Regions from separate parts of the Mus musculus genome. Here region 1 is linked to region 2. Evidence: chromatin contacts called from public HiChIP or PLAC-seq data. All regions are on one chromosome and are shown on one strand. The core of a region is the stretch at or near the end of the contact, and the rest is flanking DNA. Distances in the headings are between cores, read along the strand shown. Region 1 holds the start of Gsto2 (glutathione S-transferase omega 2). Region 2 overlaps Sh3pxd2a (SH3 and PX domains 2A).

Evidence for each region. HiChIP or PLAC-seq counts read pairs in DNA pulled down with a chosen protein or histone mark.
Region 1: a contact with region 2 is called in an H3K27ac HiChIP or PLAC-seq map of thymic regulatory T cells, with 5 times the contacts expected there. The contact joins the promoter of Gsto2 here to the enhancer-like site in region 2. A contact is called at or near these places in 3 of 39 promoter capture datasets (the 3T3-L1 cell line, maxillary cranial neural crest and pre-B cells), 1 of 15 datasets of contacts at CTCF or cohesin (the NIH/3T3 cell line), 8 of 115 datasets of contacts at active chromatin or transcription factors (T-cell acute lymphoblastic leukemia, astrocytes, embryonic midbrain and 5 more) and 2 of 9 other capture datasets (embryonic stem cells and liver).

What each region holds. Positions count from the first base shown.
Region 1 is chr19:47,862,896-47,868,596 of GRCm38.p6, forward strand. Gsto2 (glutathione S-transferase omega 2) reads left to right here and starts at 2,899. Exons shown (of 9, transcript NM_026619.2): 1 at 2,899-3,034. It overlaps Gsto1 (glutathione S-transferase omega 1), which reads left to right. Exons shown (of 6, transcript NM_010362.3): 5 at 484-587; 6 at 1,402-1,895. The coding sequence ends at 1,555.
Region 2 is chr19:47,329,277-47,335,085 of GRCm38.p6, forward strand. All of the region lies in intron 6 of Sh3pxd2a (SH3 and PX domains 2A), which reads right to left. Among named protein-coding and RNA genes, the nearest start is that of Gm29834, 45 kb to the left of the region's middle. Within about 2 kb of position 1,780, at least 223 of the 459 cell types and tissues checked have an H3K27ac peak or open chromatin away from gene starts, as enhancers often do. A contact at or near this core is called in the NIH/3T3 cell line, embryonic stem cells, liver and 3 more, where this site is marked.

The DNA of each region.
Region 1 (5,701 bases), core at 1,649-4,148, 530 kb after region 2:
GGTTATACATCTTTTCCTTTGAGAAGACAACCCTGCCTGTTTTAACATTCCTATGAGCACAAGGACCTTTGTATTCCCAACATGTCTGTATATTATGGCAGTCTCAACCTGTGGGTTGTGACTCCTTTGGGAGTCAAATGACCCTTTCACAGAGGTCACCTAAGACCATTGGAAAACCCAGATATTTACATCGTGATTCACAATAGTCACAAAGTTACAGATACGAAGTAGAAATGAAAATAACTCTATGGTTGGGGTCACCACAACATTAGGAACTGTGTTAAAGGGTCGCATCATTAGGACGGTTGAGAACCAGTGGCACACTATCTGTCAGATTTCCAATTACAACTGCTGGGTTATGGAGGGTTTTGGATCATATTAAAATCCAAGTTGACCATATCAGGATAACAAGAGACTTGACATTCTCTACCTAATTTGCCTCTGTTGTTTTTAATGATGTCTTATTTTTCCTTTAACAATCAGGGCATGGATAATTACAAGAGCTTCCTTGGTGGGGATTCTCCTTCTATGGTTGATTATCTTACTTGGCCTTGGTTTCAGCGACTGGAAGCATTGGAGCTCAAGGAGTAAGACATTTGAATATTTTGTGCATAGTTTAGGGTGAGGGCTGTATTATGACATATGGAATTTTTCTGAACCTAGATAAATATTGATGTCACTGGCATGAATTGAGTCAGCAAGAAAGGAAAGTCCTGGGGGTACACACAACCGGTCAGGTCACCCATTCATTCCCATGTTCAGCCCCAGGGGAGGACAGGATATCATCTGTCTATGATATCAGGGTCTTAAATTTTACCCTCTGCAGGCTAAAAATCCTCACGGGTGTAGATAATTCTAGGCATATGTACCCTCCATCAGTACAAGTAGATAATTTTAGGCATATGTACCCTCCATCAGTACAAGTTTAATTAACCAAATGGTGTTCTTTATTTCCCTGTTTGTTGAGACCTTAGTATTAACACATCTTTATTACTTCCCGCCTACTTGTAAGAGTTCCACACTGCCTTTAAAACTCATGCTTTGAGTTTGCAGTCAGCCATGTTGGCTTACTTCTACGTCCTAGAACTCATGGCAATCTGGGGCTACCTCTATTCCCGTTTCCTATAGAAAGTTGGCATTTAAGGCTGTTGTCTGTCAGTCTCTCAGTTTGAAGTTCTGCTGACTGACCACGCAACTCTCAACTCGGCTTCCTCTTCTGAGAAACAAAGACCCCAATGTCACTCAAAGCTAAAGCCTTTTAGTCTACGGCTTGCATTTTAAAGAGTTGCGTTTCAAGATCAATTTTTAAGAGTTTAGGGGGATAGACTGCAGTGGTGGGTGAGACTCTGGGATGCCGGTCTAGCTCCTGTGGCTCACAGCTCTCATCTTGTCTTCCCACAGGTGTCTAGCCCACACCCCCAAGCTCAAGCTCTGGATGGCGGCCATGCAGCAAGACCCTGTGGCATCCTCTCACAAAATTGATGCCAAGACCTACCGCGAGTACTTAAATCTCTACCTACAGGACAGCCCCGAGGCCTGTGATTATGGGCTCTGAAGGGCAAGAGCCCTCAGCAAATGCTGTTTCCCCTCACTGATTGAATATCATGCTTATTTTGTCCAGTATTCTCACTGGCTCCTTTCTCATAATTTGACCTTCTGGCCTAAGCGGTGCCCCCCAGGGCCCCACTCCTGTATTTCTATTTCAGAACAATCTGATCTAATGGTCCTAACAGTCTTCACTGCCATCCCCAAGGCCATCACCTCTGGTTTGATACAGACATCTAGATTTGGATATCAAGAAAAATGTCAAGTTTTTGATTACTCATGTCTGAAAACTGTGATTTCCCCATACTTTCCATCATTAAATCTCTTATTCCTCTTGTGAGCATCGAAAACTGAGTCCAAACCACCTCAGGTCAACATGACTGGGGTAGCCTCTTGCTTGAGCTCTCAGTTCCTAATTTCTTAAAAAATGTGTGTGTGTGTGTGTGTGTGTGTGCGTGCACGGGATCCCTTGGAGCTGGTGATACCGGCAGAGGCTGTGGGGTGATAGGAAACGAATCTCCCTTCTGGAAGAGCAGCAAACAACCACCAAACGATCTCACTAGCTCCTACTTCTAGCCCTTTCAAATCCTTCCTTCCAAACAAGGCAGATATAGTTCTGTCTTCTATAGGTGTGCCACATGCAATACCGTTAAAATCACACTAGCCAGTTCAGTATATAAGACTGAATAAGTAATGGATGAAATCTCCCAATGGGAAAGGTTAATCTTAATACTTCTATCACTTCCATAAGACAGGTAGTCTGGGAACCTCACTCCATTCTAGGGATGGTGAGTCTGGTCCAGATGTTAAGTGAGGTCTTAAGATGTTGGCAGAAGGATCTGGAGGACAATGAATGCCCTTAAGAATGGCAACCCACCGACCGCCAGGTTTTCTGTAGTTGTTTTCTGGCTTGCCTGCGACAACCACGGGGGTGATTCGTTAAGGGCGCCAAAACTGGCAAAGCTCAGCGCCGCATTTAGGGTTTAGCTTCACGGTGATGGGGGGCCCGCACCCTGGGGAGGCAGGGATTGGCTGACTTCACAAACGGGACAACTAGCGTCCTACTCCGAGCGGAGCCATCTGTGCCGCCGGCCCCCAGCCCCCGGGCAGGCCCTGGCGGTTCCTCGCGGATTCCCAGTAGGATGTGAGACCAGCGGCTGAGAGGAACCGCCTGCTACCGACTTCCTCTTTAGGTAGCCATAGATTTCCGGCCTGACCCTCGTTTCTCGAGCAAGCTGCTATAACGCGGTCGCCTATTGGCTCGCTCTTCCAGACGAGCCAGGTATTGGCTGGAGCGCAGGGCTCGGCGGCCAATTGCGGGGTAGCACCGTGAGAAGGGGCGGGCCCGCCTCCGCGTCGGCCGCCGGGCGTCCCAACTCCGGGTTGGAGCCATAGCCGCCCGAAGGTTGCTCTGAGATGCTTTTTCTGCCACCGCCACTGGGGGGTTCGGCCTCACCTGCGCTGTGTCGGAAGGGAAAAGGATTTTGAGGTCAATTCTGAACTTTGGGGGACTTGTAAAATCTGGGCTTTTCAGAATAGGATCGCCAACTTTTAATTTTGCAGTTACATTTTAAAAGAAAACCCAAATGTTTAACCATAGCTAATGTTTCTTTCTTTTTCTTTTTATAAAAAATTTCACTAAAAATGTGTAAGGGAGCCTAGAATATAGCAATAGGGTAAAGAAATCGTAAGGAAGAAAGAATAGTCAATAGTTTTAGATTATTGAGTTTTCTTTAAGCCAGAAACCTGTCATTGAAATTAATTTTCCAGTTTGGACGAAGACAGGCACGCAGAGTTCCACAGATCTGGAGTTTCGTACCTCAGTTCGGCTTAACTAGTTGATGACACAGACAGGCAGGAGAATTTCGTTTCTGAGACTGCCTGTCTTTTGAAGGCTACGAAAATCGTCCCTGCTACGTTCAAATAATAGTAATCACAATAACAGCTAATGTTAAGTCCTTGCTAGATGACAGACACATGCTAAGTATTAGATGCTTGCCATACTGATCCTAATAACACTTCCCTAAACCACATGGTACTCTTACCTCCGCATTACAGATTAGAACGCCAGTGTGTTAGAAAATCAGGGTTGTTGGAGCTTTTGATTATTAGCCCAAAGTAACCCAGCTACTAAAAGGTGGAGCGATTCAAATGTAGCCTATGTTTGTTGTAAAAAAGACTGCTCTTTAGATAAGTTTATATATCTATAAAGTTCCTTTTCCTAAGAGCTCTTACATTTAGAGATTAAGCCAAGACAGAATAATATCATCTGTTATCAATGGATTCCACATCATTCCAATTTAATTAGACTAGAAAAGAAAAATTACATCCGAACTGAGTATATTCAGACTTCTCATGTCAGTATCCCCTAAGCAATGCAGTGTAACAACGTTTACCTTGTGTTGGCTATTCTAAGTCATCTAGAGGTGGTTTGATGTGTCTAGGAGTGTGTGGGTAGGTGAGTTGCAAATGCTTCGCCATTTTATATAAAGTTGTTGAGCATCCGTGGAACTTGATATCCAAAAAAGGTCCTGGCAATAATTCTGGGCACGTCCCTGTCCTATCCCTATCATGGTTTGGTTTCGGCAGGCGATGTTGCTGCTTTTGCACGCGTTTACAAACTTTGATGTCAGACTCTTGAAATTTTGCTTTTTGACTATTCAAATATTATTATCAGGGTGTATAAATGTGTCACACATGTCATTAAAGACACAGGGATAAGAAAACAAGCACTTTAAAAGAAGGTCTCCTCTGACCCAGTTTTCCTGACCTGGATGGGAAGGTCCTCCTGTGGTCACTTCAGTCACCTCATTTCATATGTCCCAACGTTAACGCCATTGGGACATGAGCTTCCCTATGGTCCTTGCTCCTTGCAAGCCCTGAATAAAGGCAGCTGTGAGAGTAGAACCCTTTCCCTCATCTGGCCCAAGGAGTTCAGTGAACAATAGTGGACACCCAGTAATGTGATCTTTCATGTCAAGTGGGCATTCAAAGAGACAAATACAATCATAATCTAGCATCTGCTAATATTAGACTTGTGACCAAAAGGTTTTTTTAAGCCGAACAAACAAACAAACAAACAAACAAACAAACAACTCAAGCTGGCATAAAAGTGCACACATTTAATTCCAGCACTTGGGAGGCAGAGGCAGAGGCAGGTGGGTCTCTAAGTTTGAGGCCAGCCTGGTCTACAGAGTAAGTTCCAGGACAGCCAGAATTACATTAAAAAAAAAAAAAAAAGACAAAGGAAGAAAGAAAGGCCCCCCTTTCCTTAAAACAAACTGAAATCGAGTGAAGAAATTATTTCCATTCTGTAAATACATACATCATTAATCACCATGACCAGAGATTCCTCTATTTTTAGAAAAGCAGCTCAGGGACTGGGGAGATGACTTAGTGGGTAAAGTGCTTGTTGAACAAACACAAGAACCTGACTTCCAACCCCAGACGCACAAACAAGACCTGGTGTGGTGGCCCGGGTTTGTAATCCCAGTGCCATGGAGGAAGCTGAGGTGGGTTTCTGGGGCTTTGGGGCCAGCTCAACCGAATCAGCAAGTTCCAGGTAAGAAGGTGAGACCCCCATCTCAAAAGACCTCTGGCCTCTGCCATCCAAGCTCACACCTTGAGTGTCTGTGTGTGTGTGTCTGTGTGTGTGTGTGTACCTTCACACACAGAGAAACAGTGGATATGATTATATTTCAGATGTCTGAAAAATTATTTCTAATAGATTTCCATGACCTTATTAAAATTGTTTTGTGCTTGAGTTGGTCAATATAACAGAGATGCAAACACGGGATAGCATAGATGGAACATTTGCAAAAAAAAAAAAACCACTTAGGAGTTACCTACTGAAATTTTAAGAGGAAGCAGAGAACAAGCTTAAAGGTCATGATTAAAATCCTTCTGGGAAAACTGTTGTGATCTTTCGAGAGATTAAAAAAAATCACATTACTGAAATGTAGCCTGAAGCATTCAGCACACTCAGCCAGCATTAAACTGTTAACGGGGGAAATAGTGTGGTGAGTTAGATTCTAATTCTCATATGCCCGGCAAGCTGAATTGCAATGTGTGTCTCTTCATGGGTGCAGAATGGGAAGGCATCATGCTATAAAAATGCCTTCTTACTCATTAGTATTTCTCTTTAATTTTGAGGGTC
Region 2 (5,809 bases), core at 530-3,029:
TTTCCCATAATGCACCCCAATCACATGATCACACTCATTTCCTACTCCTCCCAGGTCCATCCCCTCCACTCTTGTGACCTCCCCAAAACAAAAGAAGAAGAAAAAGTACACTGAGTACTACCCATATTCTTGCAGGAGCATGGTCAAACTCCCAGTGGCCAGCCCCTTAAAGAAAACTGGGTTCCTCCTACCCCTGCCAGAAGGTCCCAACTGTGAAGAGCTACATTTCAGCACCCCACACAATTTTTAAGACTTCTCTTCAATGGCTTCCTGTCTAGACCTTTTTTTTTTTTGGGTGGAGGGAGAAGGGTTGTCACAAAAACCTTTGGTGGAGGACTAGCAGCAGAATATCCATTTTTTTGTTTGTTTGTTTTGTTTTGTTTTTTTGTTTTTTGAGACAGGGTTTCTCTGTGTAGCCCTGGCTGTCCTGGAACTCACTTTGTAGACCAGGCTGGCCTCAAACTCAGAAATCCGCCTGCCTCTGCCTCCCGAGTGCTGGGATTAAAGGCGTGCGCCACCACGCCCGGCTTGCATTTTTTAAAGGTTGGTCTATCTCACCTACCTTTGCCCTGTACTGTTCACTGTTTTAACCACCTCCAGAACACCCGCTAGGATTATAATCTTAGCAAATATTTGGCACATAATAGATGTTGAATAAAAACATGCTAAGCTAGGCTAGATACATATCCTAGTGTTAGAACACTTGTCTAGAATGTATAAAGGCCCTGGGTTCCAATCTTAGCATACACACTCAAAGTGTTGTGTGTCTCCAGTTAGTCTTGAATTTCCTTTTGTCTTAACCCTGACTACGATTCTATCACACTGGAAACACTCAAGTGTCCAGTTTAACCTCAGTGGATGAAAGGGGCAGGAGCCTTCTTTGGTCTTCACTCCATTGGTTTCAAGGGAACCAAGGCTCATTTGATGCCTGTGGCCCTAATCTTAATCTAGCCTAGGGATTATCAACTTGTGGGTTGAGACCCCTTTGGGGGTGTGTGTCACATATCAGAAGTTTATATTACAGTTCATAACAGTAAACAGTAGAAAAATTGCAGCTATGAAGTAGCAATGAAAATAATTTTATGGCTGGGGGGGGGGTCACCACATCATGAGGAACTAAAGGGTCACAGCATAAGGAAGGTTGAGACCGCTGATCTAATCCAAAATTGCCCTCCTGAGCCACGTGCAGGCCTTCTGAGGCTGAGGAAAGTCCTTCACCTTCCTGGGCACCAAAGTACAAAGACGGACCCTCAGGCCCAGCAGAAAATCCCAGAAGACTGCATGGCAAAGCCTTCCAAGGGCTCAAAACAACAGCAACAACAATAACAACAAAGCACCCATAAGCAATATAGCTTTGTGGCATGGTGGATGTTACAGGAGACAGTAGTCTATGAAGGTGCAAAGTGCTCTTGTACAGAGACTGGTGGGATCCAGGCCCAGTCAATCCCCTCCTCCACAGTGTCTGCTAGAGGCCCTGGGCCTCTCCTGACTTGGCCCACCCCTGATCTGCAAGTGTTTAGACAGGTCCCCTGAGCTCACAGACTGCCACGTAAACGGTTGTGCATGCATGCACTTAAGACGCATGCACACATCACGGCTGGGGAAATCCCCACAGCTGGCTCTCTCACGTGACAAAGCTTTATCCAGAAAGCAGCAGCCTAGTTGCCTGCAGGACAGGGGTGGGGTGGGGCTCGAGTTAACCCTTCCATACCACAGCGCAGGCTGAACTTCCCACAGGGAGAATGGAGTGAAGTCCAGGTCTCCGGGATTCTCTCTCAGGCACTGTGATCCTCGCTCACTGGGGACAGACTACTTCTCAGGGCCCCGCCCAGGCTTCCCTGTGCTAGCACAAGGCTGTTCTCTATCCTGTTAGTGTGCTCCCTCATCAACTCTGAGAAGTTCTGCTTCCTGGAGCCTCATCCCCAGAGGGGGGTCACAGGCACAGCCCTAGGGAGCATGTCCCGATGCCAGATGCCTAGGTGGGGTCCTACAGCCAGGAATTCAGCCAGAATTCTTGCCCTCCTTCCATGGGTGTGAACAAATGCCTCTGAGAAACTGCTCCAGGGCCCTCCCGGGTCCTCCTCTAACAAGAAGGCTGGAGGAGGCCCCTGGAACACGTTTTCTCCTGTTCAGACACACTGTATCTATTAGCCGGTGTGATCTGTATCATGTCTCTCACACAGTACTCCCAGATATGGAGAAGCCAGATGCCCAGTTTACTTTCTATGTTTCCTTACTGAGATACCATGTAGCCCAGGCTGGCCTCAAACTCATGACCCAGGCATCCCAGTCCCCCAGATGATAGGATTTTTTTTTAATAGCCCCACCCCTGAAGCCTAGAAACACTATCTCAGTGTAGTCCAGACTAGCCTGAAACTCCCTAAGTAGCCGAGCATGACCCAAACTCCTGATCCTCAAATGCTCAAACTCATGGCCAGTGTGTTGACAAGTTTTTATATCAACTTGACATGAGCTGGGGTCATCTGGGAAAGAGTCTTAATCGAGAAAATATTTGACTGATGATTGATGTAGGAGATTACAGGCCACTGTGGGTGGCGCTAACTCCTACGCAGTAGTCCTGGATGGTATAGGAAAGCAGGCTGGCTGAGCATGAGCAACAAGCCAGTAAGCAGTGTTCTCATGCCCTCTGCTTCAGTTTCTCTGCCTCAGGTTCCTGCCCTGACTTCCCCTAGATGGAGTGTGGCCTGGGAGATGAAAGATGGAACAAACCCTTTCCTTTCTAAGTTGCTTTCTGTCGTGGTGTTTTATCAGCAACATCACTGGACAACTTAGCTAGGGTATGTCTTAAAACATAAAATAAAGTTTTTTTTTTTTTTTTTTTTGGTTTTTTCGAGACAGGGTTTCTCTGTATAGCCCTGGCTATCCTGGAGCTCACTTTGTAGACCAGGCTGGCCTCGAACTCAGAAATCCACCTGCCTCTGCCTCCCGAGTGCTGGGATTAAAGGCGTGCGCCACCACGCCCGGCAAAAATAAAGTTTTTTAAAAAAAGGTGTGTGTGTGTGTGTGTGTGTGTGTGTGTGTGTGTGTAGGGATAAACAGCTCAGTGGTAGACAATTTGTTTAGCATGCATGATGTTTAATCCCCATGTGGTGGGCCCAATGAAAACAGTCCCCCATAAGATCATACATTTGAATGCTTGGTTCCTGTTTGGTGGACCTGTTTGGCAGAGATCAGGAGCTGCGGTCTTGTTGGAGGAGATGTCAGTGGAGACAGGCTCAGGTCTCAACAGCCTCCTACCATCACCAGGGTGCTCTCTGTCTCCTACACACGGATCAAGATGTGAGTTCTCAGCTGGCTGCTCCAGCCACCATGCCTGCGTTCCAGCATCACGGACTCTAACCCTATGGAACCAGAGCCGTGAGCCCAATTAAACTCGTTCTGTTTATAACAGTGTTTGCCATAGGTGTTTGTCTCACAGCAATAGAAAAGTGACACACCCTGGCACAACAAAAATAAATGAATAAAAAAAAGAAAGAAACAAAACCCTTAGTAAATTAGCTTCAGGAGGGCTAGCGCCTCCCTGCTTGGACTGCTATGCCCCACCCATCTGTGGTATTTGTGCTGTTATGTTTATTGACACCCTGGTTGGCTTATTCTCTCATTCAAGTGGGGGTCCTGGAAGACAAAGATCTCCTCAAGTTCATCTTGCTATCCCTGGGGCTGGGACCATGTGCCCTGGCACATAATAGATTCTCAGTTGCTTAGCAAACAAATCTATAAAACAGCCATAACCAGGGCCCAAGAGGCCATGGAGGGAAGGCCCAGACCAGTACTTTCTTGGAAACTTGCCCCCATCCATTCAGCCTTTATGAATCTTCTGTGTCTTCCAGACTGTCTCCGCTGTACACAGGGCCACTGGCCTTAAACGGAGGCAGCCCAGGTCACAGGAGTGTGGGGATGGGCTCTGAAATCAGAACCCTGGGATCAAATGTAAACGATGACCTAGGAGCCACGAGATTGATGGGGTGGGGGAGGGGGCAGGGGCAACTGTGCATGGAGGGAGCATGTCCCTCCCCAGCAGATCCATGCTTGTGCAAGGTCTTCGTGAGGCCTTAGGAAAAGGCAGTCTTAGTCTGGCCTGTGTCGCTGGCTTGTCATCTCTGCTTTACAGGGACTTTAACCCTCCTTCAGGAATGGTTATAAATTCGCTTAGACCCTGTTTAACACTCAGGGAGCCCTCTGGAATCTGGAATCTGGGGTGAGCAGGGGAGACCCCAGAGAGGAAGGAAAAGCTGCCCCCCAGACCACAGACTCCCAAGGCACCACATCCAGTCAGAAACAGAGCCAAGGAAGGGATGACAGGGAACCATGTTCCTCTGAGCCAGGAATGTGACAGGATCCTGACATGGCCCTGCTCTCTTAACACAAGACTCTTGTCCTAACGTAATTCAGTCCTTCCTTATGCCAGCTGCTTGGCTCACATGGAGACAAGATCCAAAGGGGCGAAGAAAGAATCAGGGAAAGGCGCGCTCTTCCTACAAACTTCTAAATTTCCTGAAACTTTGGAAAAACTCTTTGCCTTCACATTTCGAAACTGACCAATTATAGAAAGGCCATGAGCCAACCAAGTTCCACACGGCACATTTCTGTCTCTAAACTGAGTAACTTTAGATCAGAAAAAGGTGCAGATACAACGGGCAAGACGCGTTCCCCTCCAGTTCTTGTTTTTCCGTTGGCTTCATCATTACTGGAAATGTTGCCCCAACATCACATGCCTATAAACCAGAAATCTGAAGTGAGCAACAAGTTGCTTTCTGGCTGAGGTTCGTGGTGGGAAGCATTTCTTTGCTGGACCACAACTTGGGTGTCTCCTTCTCCAGGGCCACAGCCTCATGGCAGAGTCTCACCACTGTCTCCTGATGAGGCCAGACGGGGCCCTCAGGTGACTGATCTCCATGGCCTCAACACTTAGGCTAATGTTTCAGGGATAGTGGGTTTACAACCCTGTTTTCTGACAGCTCCTTGCAAGTCACCTCCAATTGCAAGTGGCTTCGAAAAACTGGTCCAGGCTCCTGGGCAATCCAGGGACACTCTTCCTGCTACCTTCACTGTCTATCAAAACTTAGATGTGGCCATCAGTCTACACCCAGAATGAAAGCCTGGTTTGGTTTAGGAATTCGTAGGCAGGAAGTGAGGTGAGGATCAGGAGTTCAAGGCTAGCCTTCATCATGAAGAGACTTTAATGCCAACTCAGACTACAGGAGACTTCCCTCAGAATGAAACAAAGCAATCCATGGGAGCCCATGCAGAGTTAGGGGGCCTGGGCAGGGCCTGAAAATCTGCATTTTTCAATGAGCACGTTCAGAATTCTGACCGGCTTCTGCTCAGGCCGTTCTCTTCCAGCCCAGCTTCCTACTCTCCTAGCAGAAGAAAGCCAGTAACATAAAGCAGACACTGTTCAACAAGCAAGCACCAGGCCTCACAGCTACCTCGATTTCTCTCCTGAGATCCCAGGATCTGGGGAGGGCTCCTCCCTCCCACCCTGCATCGGGCGTCCAGGCCAGCTGAGCAGTGGGGGCTGCTGCCTCGGATTGGCTTGTGATCCGCAATCACAATCACATGGCATGTGAGCAACACTGGCATTCTCACAGACTGCCACGCGAGCGCGGCTGGCCGTGAAGCTCCATCAATCAGCGACAGTTCCAATTAGATGGCTTTGTATTTCTGGGGTGATACGAGGCTGAGAGGCCGGTGCCATGAAGAGTCACGCTGTTTATAAAAACACAACCCTGGGTGAGATGCGCCAGAAGCTGACGTTGCCGCAACAAGACATGCTCATGAGGGACAG